Regions from separate parts of the Arachis hypogaea genome. Here region 2 is linked to region 1. The links are chromatin contacts, called in public Hi-C maps. All regions are on one chromosome and are shown on one strand. Each heading gives the region's core, a stretch centred on a gene start, on an enhancer-like site or on the middle of the called end of the contact. The rest is flanking DNA. Distances are from core to core; before and after follow the strand shown. Region 1 has its middle 7.4 kb from the start of LOC140182469. Region 2 holds the start of LOC112775574 (protein PSK SIMULATOR 1).

Region 1 (5,662 bases), core at 1,563-4,062:
AGGCTTTGAGATCAGAGATATCATCAACATCATCTCTAGTAATGATCATGTCATCAACATACAAAAGCAGAAGAATAACTCCATGTGCACTTTTACGAATAAAAAGCGCATTCTCATAAGGACTGCAAGTGAAACCGAGATTGCAGATGGTGGTGTTGAACTTGTCAAACCATTCATGAGGAGCTTGCTTAAGACCATAAAGTGCCTTGCGAAGAAGACAGACTCGGTTAGAAGGACAAGGATAACCTCGAGGTGGTTTCATATAGACCTTCTTTTTTAAATCTCCATTAAGAAATGCATTCTTCACATCCATCTGACTGAGAGACCATTTTTTGACCGCAGCAATGGCAAGAAGAGCTCGAACAGATGTGAGACGAGCAACATGAGCAAAAGTCTCTTCATAGTCAATACCATACTCTTGCGTACAACCTTGAGCAACCAAGCATGCCTTATAACGGTCAATAGAACCATCAGAGCGAGTCTTGATCTTGTATACCCATCTACTGCCCACAACTTCCTGATTAGAAGGAGGATCAACCAAATTCCAAGTGTGTGCTTTTTCAAGTGCCTGTATTTCTTCCTGCATTGCTTGTTGCCAATTTGGATTTGTGGAGGCTTCTCTGAATGACTTAGGTTCATGTTGATTAAGAATAGTAGAAAAGCAATGATAATTAAGAAGATGAGGAGGTGGATTTCTTACCCTAGAAGAACGAGTGGGAGGAGGAGGCATGATGGTAGGAGCGGGATCGCCGTCCGGTCTAGAATCATCGGGAGATAGAGAAGGCAGAAGAGCAGAAGGCTGTAGAGGATGACCCGAGATAGAACCTGTAGAATCATCACTAGGAAAAAGGTCAACATTGGGGTTAGTAAAGAAAGGTGACTGAGTGGGAGAAATAGACTCAAAGGAGGAAAAATGAGAAAACATGTGATGCTCCCAGAAGACAACATGACGAGATATACAAATACGTTTAGAGAGAGGATCCCAACAATGATAATCCTTGTGTTCAGTGTCATAACCAAGAAAACAACACATGCGAGCACCATGTTCAAGTTTACTGTGCTCATGAGGCTGAAGAAGAACAAAACAGACACAACCGAAAACTCGAAGAGAACTGTAATCTGGAGAGATATGATAAAGACGCTCAAAGGAAGTAATATTACCAAGAACAGAAGAAGGAAGTCTATTGATAACATGAACAACAGTAAGAACAGCTTCACCCCAAGTACGCTCAGGACACGAAGAAGAAAGAAGCATTGCACGAACAAAGTCAAGAATGTGATGGTGTTTACGTTCAGCTCGGCCATTTTGTTGAGAAGTATCAGGACAAGAAAACTCAGACAAAGTACCTTGTTCTGCAAGAAAGGCTAAAAGTTTGAAATCACGGTATTCCATAGCATTATCGCGTCGAAAAACCTTAATGACTTTGGAAAACTTAGTTTTGATCATAGTGGCAAAGTTAATATAAATCTAAAGTAACTCATGGCGATTAGTCATCAAATAAACCCAAGTAAAGCGTGAATAATCATCAATAAAAAGGACAAAGTATCGAGCACCTCCCATAGAAGCGGTGAGAGCGGGGCCCAAACATCAGAGTGGATAAGATCCAAAGGAGAACAAGCAAGAGAGGAATTACTGTGAAACGATAAAGCAGGTTGTTTGGCATTTTGACAAGAAATGCAGTCAAAAGACTCAGTAGGAACCTGACCCAATACACCCTGAGAAACAAGAGGATGCAATTTTCCTAAGGAGCTGTGGGCAAGACGTTGATGCCATAAATGAAGGGTAGACGGAGAAGAAGCAGCACAGAGATTTGGCACAGAAGGAATATGAAGATTCTCGAGTTCAAACAACCTTCTGACCTTACGTCTAGTCCCGATGATTTATCCCGTCCGATGATCCTGTACACGACAACCAGACATGGAAAAAGTGACATCAAAACCCAAATCAACAAGTTGTCCAATAGAAATAAGATTAAAGTTCAGGTTGGAAATATAATAAGTATCAGGAAGATTAAGAGTCGACTGGGAGATAGAACCTTTGTGTTGCGGGCAAGAGGGAACAATTAGCAGTATTTACAGAAGGTGAATTTGTAGTGGTAGACAGAGACGAGAAAAGATTATGCAACGGAGACATGTGATTAAAGCAACCCGAGTCAAAATACCATTTAGAATTACCTGGAGAAGTCGAAAAAGTAGGAGGAGTATTACCCAAAAGCGAGAGAAGATGCTTAAGAAGAAATGCAATATCAGAGAGAGAGACAGAAGACAGGTTGAGAGGAGCAGATATGGTAGATTCAGTAGCAGAGATAGCAGAAGCAGACGCATTCTTGGAGAAGTTAGGATGAGAATGATGCTCGAGGTGACCAGGACGTGGTGGGCGAGTAGGACATGCAGTAATAAAATGTCCCGAGAGCTTGCAGTAATGGCAACACACTTGTGGACAATTGTAATTAATGTGACCTTTCTGTTGACATTTGTGACATTCAACAAAAGAACAGTCTGAGAAGAAGTTCCCAGAAGAACAGTTACAGTTTCGACAGAATTTATCCTTTCTGTCTCTGGTAGCAAAAATATCCGAAGTATCCATAATAGTAGAGATAAAGATCAGAGAGAGGAGAGAAAACTGCAAATTTGGAGCAAAGAACAAGAAAACGGATGGCAAAATCGAAAAGAGCTCACCAAAAAACCTTAGGGAGGGTCCCACTGGTTGCCACGTCAGATGCCACGTCAGCGCTACGTCAGGTGGGAAGGACACGTGACACCGCGTGAATGGAGAAGAAGAGCGCGTCAGCGCTGACGAGGCAAGGAGGAGCACGCGGGTCGGTTCGGGCAGCAGGGTCAAGTACGGGTCCGTGTAGCTGCTGGCCGACACGTGGCGTGACACTGAGCCTTCGATCTAGACGCGGATCGAATGGCGCTGGAAGGAGGAGCACTTCAATCAGACAGAGAACTTTGGGCTGCGCGTCCGACGGCGATTCTAGTGGCGTTGAAAACTTCACAACTAGACGAAGGTGGGGGTAGTGGCGGTGACGAACCAAAGCGTCGATAAAGAGTCGAAAAAAAGGACAAATTACTGCCAGAGGAGACAAAACACAAGAGGCTAGAAACCAATTGTTATTGGAAAAAAAAAAAACCTGAGCTCTTGATATCATGTTAGAAACAAGAGATCAAGCTGAAGAAAGTGTTGTGTATTATTCAGTATAATGAAAAGTATAATATACATGGGGTATATATAGGTACTAGAAGAATTAAAGTAATAAAAGCATAGAATCCTACAATTAATATACAGACATGCTATATAAATATAAACGATACTAACTGATCTAAATTGATTCTAATGATTCTCTAACAAAAGCAAATATGCAATCAAATCCAACTACTTCTCTTTCATCCTTTTTCAATCTTCTTCAAGAATCTGAGCCGTATATCAAAACTTTGGTTCCAAGTTTAATTCTTGACCTTTGATTTGTAGCAGAGTTTCATAGCTTTCACTTTCTTTAATTTTTTAATTTGGTGCTTAAGGGAGAATAACATCTTCAACAAGTTATCAATAAAGCACCAAAATAAAAAAGATTTTCTGATTTACCTCATTTGATCTTGACTTTTAAACCCTAACTTTTGACTTGCTTAATTTTGGTAATCCATTCTTTTCTTTAATTTGAATCCCAATTAGACTATTTTTTATTTTTATTTTGTTTTTGTTTTTCTTTTAGAATGTTTTACGCGGATGAGAGAGAAGAGAGAAAAGAGAAGAAAGAGAACTAATTGGGTGACTTTGATTTGATTTAGATAGAAATGAAATTTTATTTTTTAGTTAGCAATCATTTCTTTGAACCCTGTAAGTGTGATATGATCTTGGACTTGGATCGTCAATTTGGCATTAAACTTGTTTTTTGTTTTGATGGAAAAGTATTGGTATGATAACCAACTATTTCCTTAAAACTTATGGATCTAAAGTTTGTTATTGGGCTTATTTTATTTTCTATTAATTTCTATACAAATAACAAATTAATCACACATATAATTAAATTTTTAACCTAATAATAATATTTAGTCATTATCAATTAATTTATTATTTTTTTAAACTCAACAAAAAAATTACTACTCCTCACATAAAACTTCTATTTCCAGTCATTTATTTGAAACAGAAAAAACCTTTTATGATAACTACAGCATTAAAATCTTCTTGAATAGACTAATCATTTTTTAAAATATATATAAAATAAAGCTTAATGTAGACCTCGGATTAGTACTTATATCACATATATAGTGTATAATCAAAGGTAAATATCTATATTCAAATAATATAATGCATTATTAAAATTCTGTTTGAATATTGTGGATATAACACAAGAGAATATAAATATGATCACAGAAAGCTTATTATTTGATTGTGAAAATAGAAAGAGAGACACAAACAATTCATGTACTTATTTATTCTTTTACTTTTGTATTTCTATTGGTTTTAGCCGTATAGATCCAATCACACCCTAAACTCTAAAGAAACTATTACCATGTTGCCTATGTATAAAATTAAATATAGACCATATGAGTTATGGTAAAAGAAAGCAAAACACCAAAGGCTATATAATAAGACCAGCCACAAAACGTCCAACACCATCACAGGGGACACCAACAAACATAAATTGCTTTGTAACTCCTTCCCATCAGCACTTTCCATAAAATTAGCACTAACCAACAACATTAGTATGCATAGTTAGTGTTTTTTTTTTTTTTTTCATGGAATTTCCTAACCTGTTAGGTTAAGAACTAATCCGTCGCAGATATGAGCTTAAAAAGGGTGTATTGCTGATCAATGGGTTGGTGCATGCACAAGACTGAATTCGAACTCTCGACACTTAAACAGACAAGTGAGCTGACTACTCGTTCAATTCAAATTGGTTATTAGTTGGCATAGTTAGTTATGCAGAGAGATTAGTTTACCATTTTCTGTTTCATTCAGTCATGCAAGCCTCACTCTCTCTCCTCCAGTTTTTTTGTTCTCCTCGAGTTTTGTCTGGACTGCTTTGTTCGGCCTGGTTTCTGGGCTTTATTTCTTTTGGATCTACTACGTTTAGGGCCCTTGGGCTTTATCCTTTTCGTTCATGGCATACCATACTTTATACATAGATGGTAAATTGTACAAAAAACAAAAAACAACATTGGTAAATCACTATAAATCCTCTACCAAAAACGCGGTAAATCTTAAAACAATATTGTGCAAACAAAAAGTAGGCCATCTAAAATTAGAAATCTATCTTATGAATTGGAAGAAAGCCTTAATTGATCCAACAAGGGGCAGAGAAGTGTAAATATCATTAGAGGATCAAGCATATATCCGGAAAACCTCAAAACCCTATGGAATGATATACAAGAATATTATTAGCAGCCTTTTTTGCTATCATCAGTTCCATTATATTAATAAGAAAAAAGATAAGTATTATCATGCTTTAATTTGTCCAAAGAGTTAGCTGAAACGCTAGGATTGATTCGGATAGAAACCTTTTTGAATGAGCTTTAATTTTTGTGTGCGTAATTTACTTATCAACCGGTTGATTCCATCTAATTTTTAGAATCATGATAATTTACATATCAAATCATCTAATAAATTCTTTACTCAACTTTAATTAATTACATACTCAATGGTGGTTCTAAATTTTAC
Region 2 (5,662 bases), core at 1,878-4,377, 52 kb before region 1:
ACAAGTGACTGTCTCTGTAAATTTTCTTTAGGTTATGTTATTAGACACAGCTTTTCATTTTATACAAAATAATTGAATATTTACAACCAATAATCGAGATTTAGCTGGTTAATATAGAAAGAATATATTTTGTTAAGCTTCTATCATTTTAAATGCGTTGAAAGTTGAAACTCTCTTTTATTATCATTGAAAAATTTAACTAGTATTCTTCCATTAAATTATAAATGATGTATATTGGAAATTAGTTATTAAATTAATTGTTATATATACATTTTTTCTTATATATTTTGAAATATAGTAATTTTCATCACCACAGTCAAAAGTCAAAACTTTAAATGAGTAGAGTGTTTTGACCATTGCTAAAAGACAAAAAAAATGATAATTAAATTTAAGTCTATGAAGATTTGTACTTAGATCAAAATAGATCTTTAAAAAAAAAATTTTTAATTCAAGGATTATAAATGTTGAATACGTATTTTTCAACAACTTTTTTTTCATATCAAGTGTGTGTTTGGATTACAGTTTGCAAATAAAAGTTTGCATAAAATTGATTTTGCAAACTTAATTTTGATCAAAAGTAAGTTTGTGTTAAAGTGATTTATGTTTGGTAATTTTTGTATCAAAATGGATTATAGTAAAATAAATGTTGTTTGGCTTATACCATTCAAAATCACTCTTAGATAAAAAATTACTAAAATAAACGTCAACTTAAAATTTTTTTTATATTATCCTATTATTTTAATTTAGATATTTAAATAGATCTTATTAGTTAATTTTATAATAAAATTAATATTTACTTACTAAAATAAAAATAATATATAAAAATAAATAAAATATATTTTTAAATAAAAATAAAAAATATAAATTTTAGATAAAAAAATATTTAATCAAATATGTTACATTTTTTAAATATTAAATGTTACTTTAGTATTTTTTTACATGGTACTCTTATTCTAGTATTCTTAATAATCTTATTCTTAATATTAATTTGGAATCCAACGTTTATAATTTTATTATTATCTATGATTGATTTTTATTTAATTTATCTTTTTTAATTGAATCATAATCTATATTATAAAAATTACACTAAAACATAGTATACGAAAATTACAATTATAAAAGAGAGTATTGAAAATAATAAAAATAAATAAATATTTACTCTATAGTGATTGAAACAAATCTAAAAGTTCTTGATGATCTTTTTATATAATATATTTTTAGTATTTTTAGTACTCTCTTTTAGTATGTTATAATTGTTTACTATTATTATTATTATTTACAGTTAATTTTTTATTTAATTTACTTTATCTAATAGATTCAATAAATCATATTATAAAAAGATGATAACAAATATAATACACAAAAATCACAATTATAAAAGTGTATAATGTCAAACAAACAGTTGAAAAAAAATAAAAATAATAAATAATAAAAAAAATAGAGCTCATATAAATAGAAATAACAAGAATTTTATAAATAATACAATAACATATATAAAGGATAAAGTTGGTAAAAAGGTAAATAAATGGTTAGTATCTATGGCCAAAAGCCGTCAAGAAAACGCAGAAGTTAAAAATAGTTGCTTCTTGTAAACGTGGTTTTTGCAGCAAAATCACTTTTGCGTTCAAGAGAAAAAAAATTTGCCAAACCAAAAGTTGAAACTTTCAAGAATTTAAACGTGCTTCTTCCCTTCCAATGGGTTTCTCAAACACACCCCAAACTGACTCGGATAAGCCAGTCGCACCCACGCCCATGCATCTTGCATTTTGCATAGAATGTCTGTGGCTTAAACTCATACACATTGTAGTCAACTCTTCTAAAGATAGTGTAACTTCTAATAGCTGCGACGACTTTCTAGAACTGTATTTCATTTCAATTCGGAACTCTCCGTCCTCAGGATTAGCAACGCCTACCGAAAGCAGAAATCATCGTTCATTAATCAATCCAAAGTTTAAATTAACAAAAACGTATTATTCAGTCATCACGTACCTATGTTTGCATATTCCGAAAATTTCGGTGCATGCATGACGTCGAGATCCAACTCATGCATAAAAGGCGGCACATTCATCGGTTGACTGTTTGAGGGATGAACCACTATATTCTCCGCTGCTATCTCAACCCCCACATCACCATCCTCGTCTTCGTCGCCAGCTTCATAAGAGGCTTCGAAGTTCTCTTCGTTGTCACTATTCATTCCTTCCTACACTACATGTCTATCAACCTCTATATCTAATTCATTTTGTATCCCTTCTGCCTTTACGGTTTCAAACTCAACATACTGCTCAATCTGTGGCTGTCGCATCTGAGTCTGCCAGTGATTTTGAAACATATTCTACATAGTCGATTCGTTAGTGATTGGCATGGTATCAAACTGTATTAGTCCACCAAAAACTACAACCGGATTCCGTTACAGAATTATTCTCACTCTCATTAACATACTGTTCTCCATGCTTTGACAGAGACCGTTTTGAAACTCCATAAACGTCATGGTGCATGGATTCACAAACGAAAACAGATTCTGGTACACAAACCTCACTCCCTCATGAGTATTCCGTATTATTTCACCATTGCGATATACCGCCAAGTTTGCGATACCCTCCATTATACTACCAACACACTCAGAGGATGTTCAAAGCACAATCTCATTCAGAATGAAAGTGGTATCGAACTCGACCTTATATAGAGAGAGCATTCAACACGCCCCCACGTGCTATGTGCCTCAGCCAACCACGCTTTGCCACGTGTCAGCACGCCCCCTCGCGTGCTCACCACGCCCACCACGTGTTTGAAGCTTCACCCAATCACGCGTCACCACGTGGCAGCATGCCCCTTGTGTGCTGATCCACCACACCCCCCACGTGCTGCGTAGTTCATCCAACCACTCTGCGCCACTTGTCCTCTACGTCCCCCCACGTGGTGCCTTTAACATGCCCCTGCGTGTTGGACCAGTCATCTGACACGTCTGTCCAAATATAAATACACTAAGTTCTTCCATTGTTATCCAAAACACCACCCTTTACTCCATAACCAAATTATAAATACACTAAGTTCTTTCATTTTTTTTTTCTATTTTTACCTCAAACAAATGCATCTTAAAAATCTATTCTATCCAAAATACACATTCTCATGGACTTATTTGTTACTTTAGTCAAAAAGAAATGAAAAAAATTACAAAGAGCAAGAAGAGCTAGAAAAAACGAAAGAGAGAGAGAGAGAGAGAGAGAGAGATTTTTCATCTTCTGAAGTTCTGAGCTTTTTGCGTGTAGCAGCGGTTCCTGGGCACCGCATCACCGTGTCTCTGAGAGAAAACAGAGATAAATAACACTCTCTCAGCTCAACTGTGCCCTCCTTTTTCTTCTCTTTGTTCTATTTATGTGCTTCACTTTACTTCTTTCTCGATCCATTTGACCCACCATAGCCATTAACACATGCACCTTCTCCCAGATCTCTGCTGCTGGTACTTCCCTACCCCCATCAAATCCATATATTCGATCCAAACCTCTAATGTGTTGTTTAGCCTAACTTCTGTTCATGTGGGGTTTTCCCCCTTTTTTTAAGGGGAAAAAATATTGGTTGTCTCTAATTTTCTTCTTGATGTTGCTGGTTTTGTTTATCCTGAATTGGGGTTTTGGTTTGTTCGGAAATTTTCATTTTTTTTTCAAAAAGAAAATAAATAAGTAACATAATAAGCAAATGAAAATGCATAACATTTGTGAAATTTTAACCTCCTTTTTTTTTGTCTGACAAAAAAAAAATCCAGATTTGGTGATCTTAGCAGAGTTGATGGACTGGACCTGTAAAGGTGATCAGAATTGGTATGATCAACATTTGCGCCTTGATTATAACATCCCTGTCAATTGAAGGCTCTGCGTGTTTCTTGAGTTGTTGCTTCTTATATAGTCCAGTTCAGCTTTGTGATATGAACTCCTCAGAAAGATTTTGAAGTGAGGTTTTTCTTGTTCTAAGTTATAGAGCATTATTGTATAGACATTGTGTACAGAAGAGTAAAAGCTATAGTCTCTACCAACTGAAAATCATATGGGTGGTATTTGCTCAAAGTCATGGAAAGCCACTGTGGATGGTGTAGCTGTAAATAATGCTCTTATTAGCGAAGGCTCGTCGTCGAGACATGCTAATGGCCATGTTAATAATGAGCCTGCAATGACTTATCAGTCTATTGGACTTCCTGCAAATAGTATAGATAGCAGCAATTCAAATGTTCCCCCACTTGTTGATGATGATGAGTTGGAAAAGCATGAAAGGGAATCATTTTCCTTTTCTGGGATGGAAAAGGTATCATATGGGTCCGGTGCATATGATATCAATGACGGAATTCCTGCTCTATCTAGAGCTTTATCACATAAGTCCAGATCAGCCAAGTCCAAGCAGGCTGCTGCAAAGGTAGGTCACTGACTTACCGCCCTCATATTTGATCTCTATTTCTTCTGTGTTTGGATTGGTTTATATTGTATTTCATAGCTTACAAACTATAATCACAGTGCCAGAACAAGTGTTTGGCTAAAAGGTTATGTTGTATAAACATCAAGCAAAACCAAAACGTGCAAACTTTAATGCTGTCCCTGAAGAAGGAGAATGTCTATTATTTCTGGATTCAACTTTAGTTGAATTGATCTTATTAAGTGGTGTTGTTAATGTACAAACCCCCTAGGCATGACATGGACGCTTGAATGATTCCATAGACACCAATGGAAATGGGTGCCTTGCTGTGGAATCAAGCAAGGAAAGAAACCAAGGTTCAGAAGGGAGTCGATTAGAACATGATTTTAGTAATTGTTTATGGAGTGTATGCTAAGGCACCTGTATGCATTTGAACTATGATACTTGATGGGAATTAACTCAAATGATTTGCATTAGATATGGAGGCTGCAATCCCTGGTTCTTATACCCAAACATTATTGTTGCCTTTGGAACATTCTATCTTCCTTGTTTGTTTTCTTTGCCCTCTTTTTGCTTTTCATGTTTGGATCTTAAATATTGAATTTATGTAATATGGTTAGTTCTCTAGATATTAAGCAGTCTCTGTTTATGATATTAGAGACAACCATTCAATACGATAGGATAGAGTTTCTGCCTAAAGATAACTGATTTGTAGAGAAGTGTTTACATCAGTTTTGCTTTATGTCATGGATTATATATGTGCCCTTCCCTTTAGATTGTGCTTTTGCCTTATCTCTTTCTACGTTACAGGTTTCGGAAGTGAGTTCACTTTTGGGCAGAGCTGGTACAGCTGGGCTTGGCAAGGCGGTAGAAGTTTTGGATACGTTAGGTAGTAGTATGACAAGTTTGAATCTCAGTAGTGGTTTTACATCAGGCATGACAACAAAAGGAAATAAAATTTCAATTTTGGCCTTTGAAGTCGCAAATACAATTGTTAAGGGTGCCAACCTGATGCAATCTCTTTCAAAAGAGAACATTAGACATTTGAAAGAAGTTGTTCTGCCATCTGAAGGAGTGCAAAATTTGATATCCAAAGATATGGATGAACTCCTAAGAATTGCTGCAACAGACAAAAGGTAGATTATCAAGAATAGTTTGTTTCTTCTCTTAGATGCTCTCCAACTTTGATTTGGAGCTCACTTTCTTCAGCTGCTATCTACACTTAAATGTGACTATTATATTGTAATGTTTTGGCAGAGAAGAA

Evidence for each region. Hi-C and Micro-C count contacts between places; a contact is called where the count stands out from the background.
Region 2: a Hi-C map of leaf shows a contact between it and region 1, with 6 times the contacts expected there. The contact joins the promoter of LOC112775574 here to the enhancer-like site in region 1. A contact is called at or near these places in 4 of 8 Hi-C or Micro-C datasets (leaf and an unstated tissue).

What each region holds. Positions count from the first base shown.
Region 1 is chr19:149,337,596-149,343,257 of arahy.Tifrunner.gnm2.J5K5, reverse strand. No RefSeq gene overlaps it. Among protein-coding and RNA genes, the nearest start is that of LOC140182469, 7.4 kb to the right of the region's middle. Within about 2 kb of position 2,812, at least 1 of the 3 cell types and tissues checked has open chromatin away from gene starts, as enhancers often do.
Region 2 is chr19:149,389,945-149,395,606 of arahy.Tifrunner.gnm2.J5K5, reverse strand. LOC112775574 (protein PSK SIMULATOR 1) reads left to right here and starts at 3,127. Exons shown (of 13, transcript XM_025819287.3): 1 at 3,127-3,457; 2 at 3,761-4,401; 3 at 5,209-5,534; 4 at 5,656-5,662. The coding sequence starts at 4,039.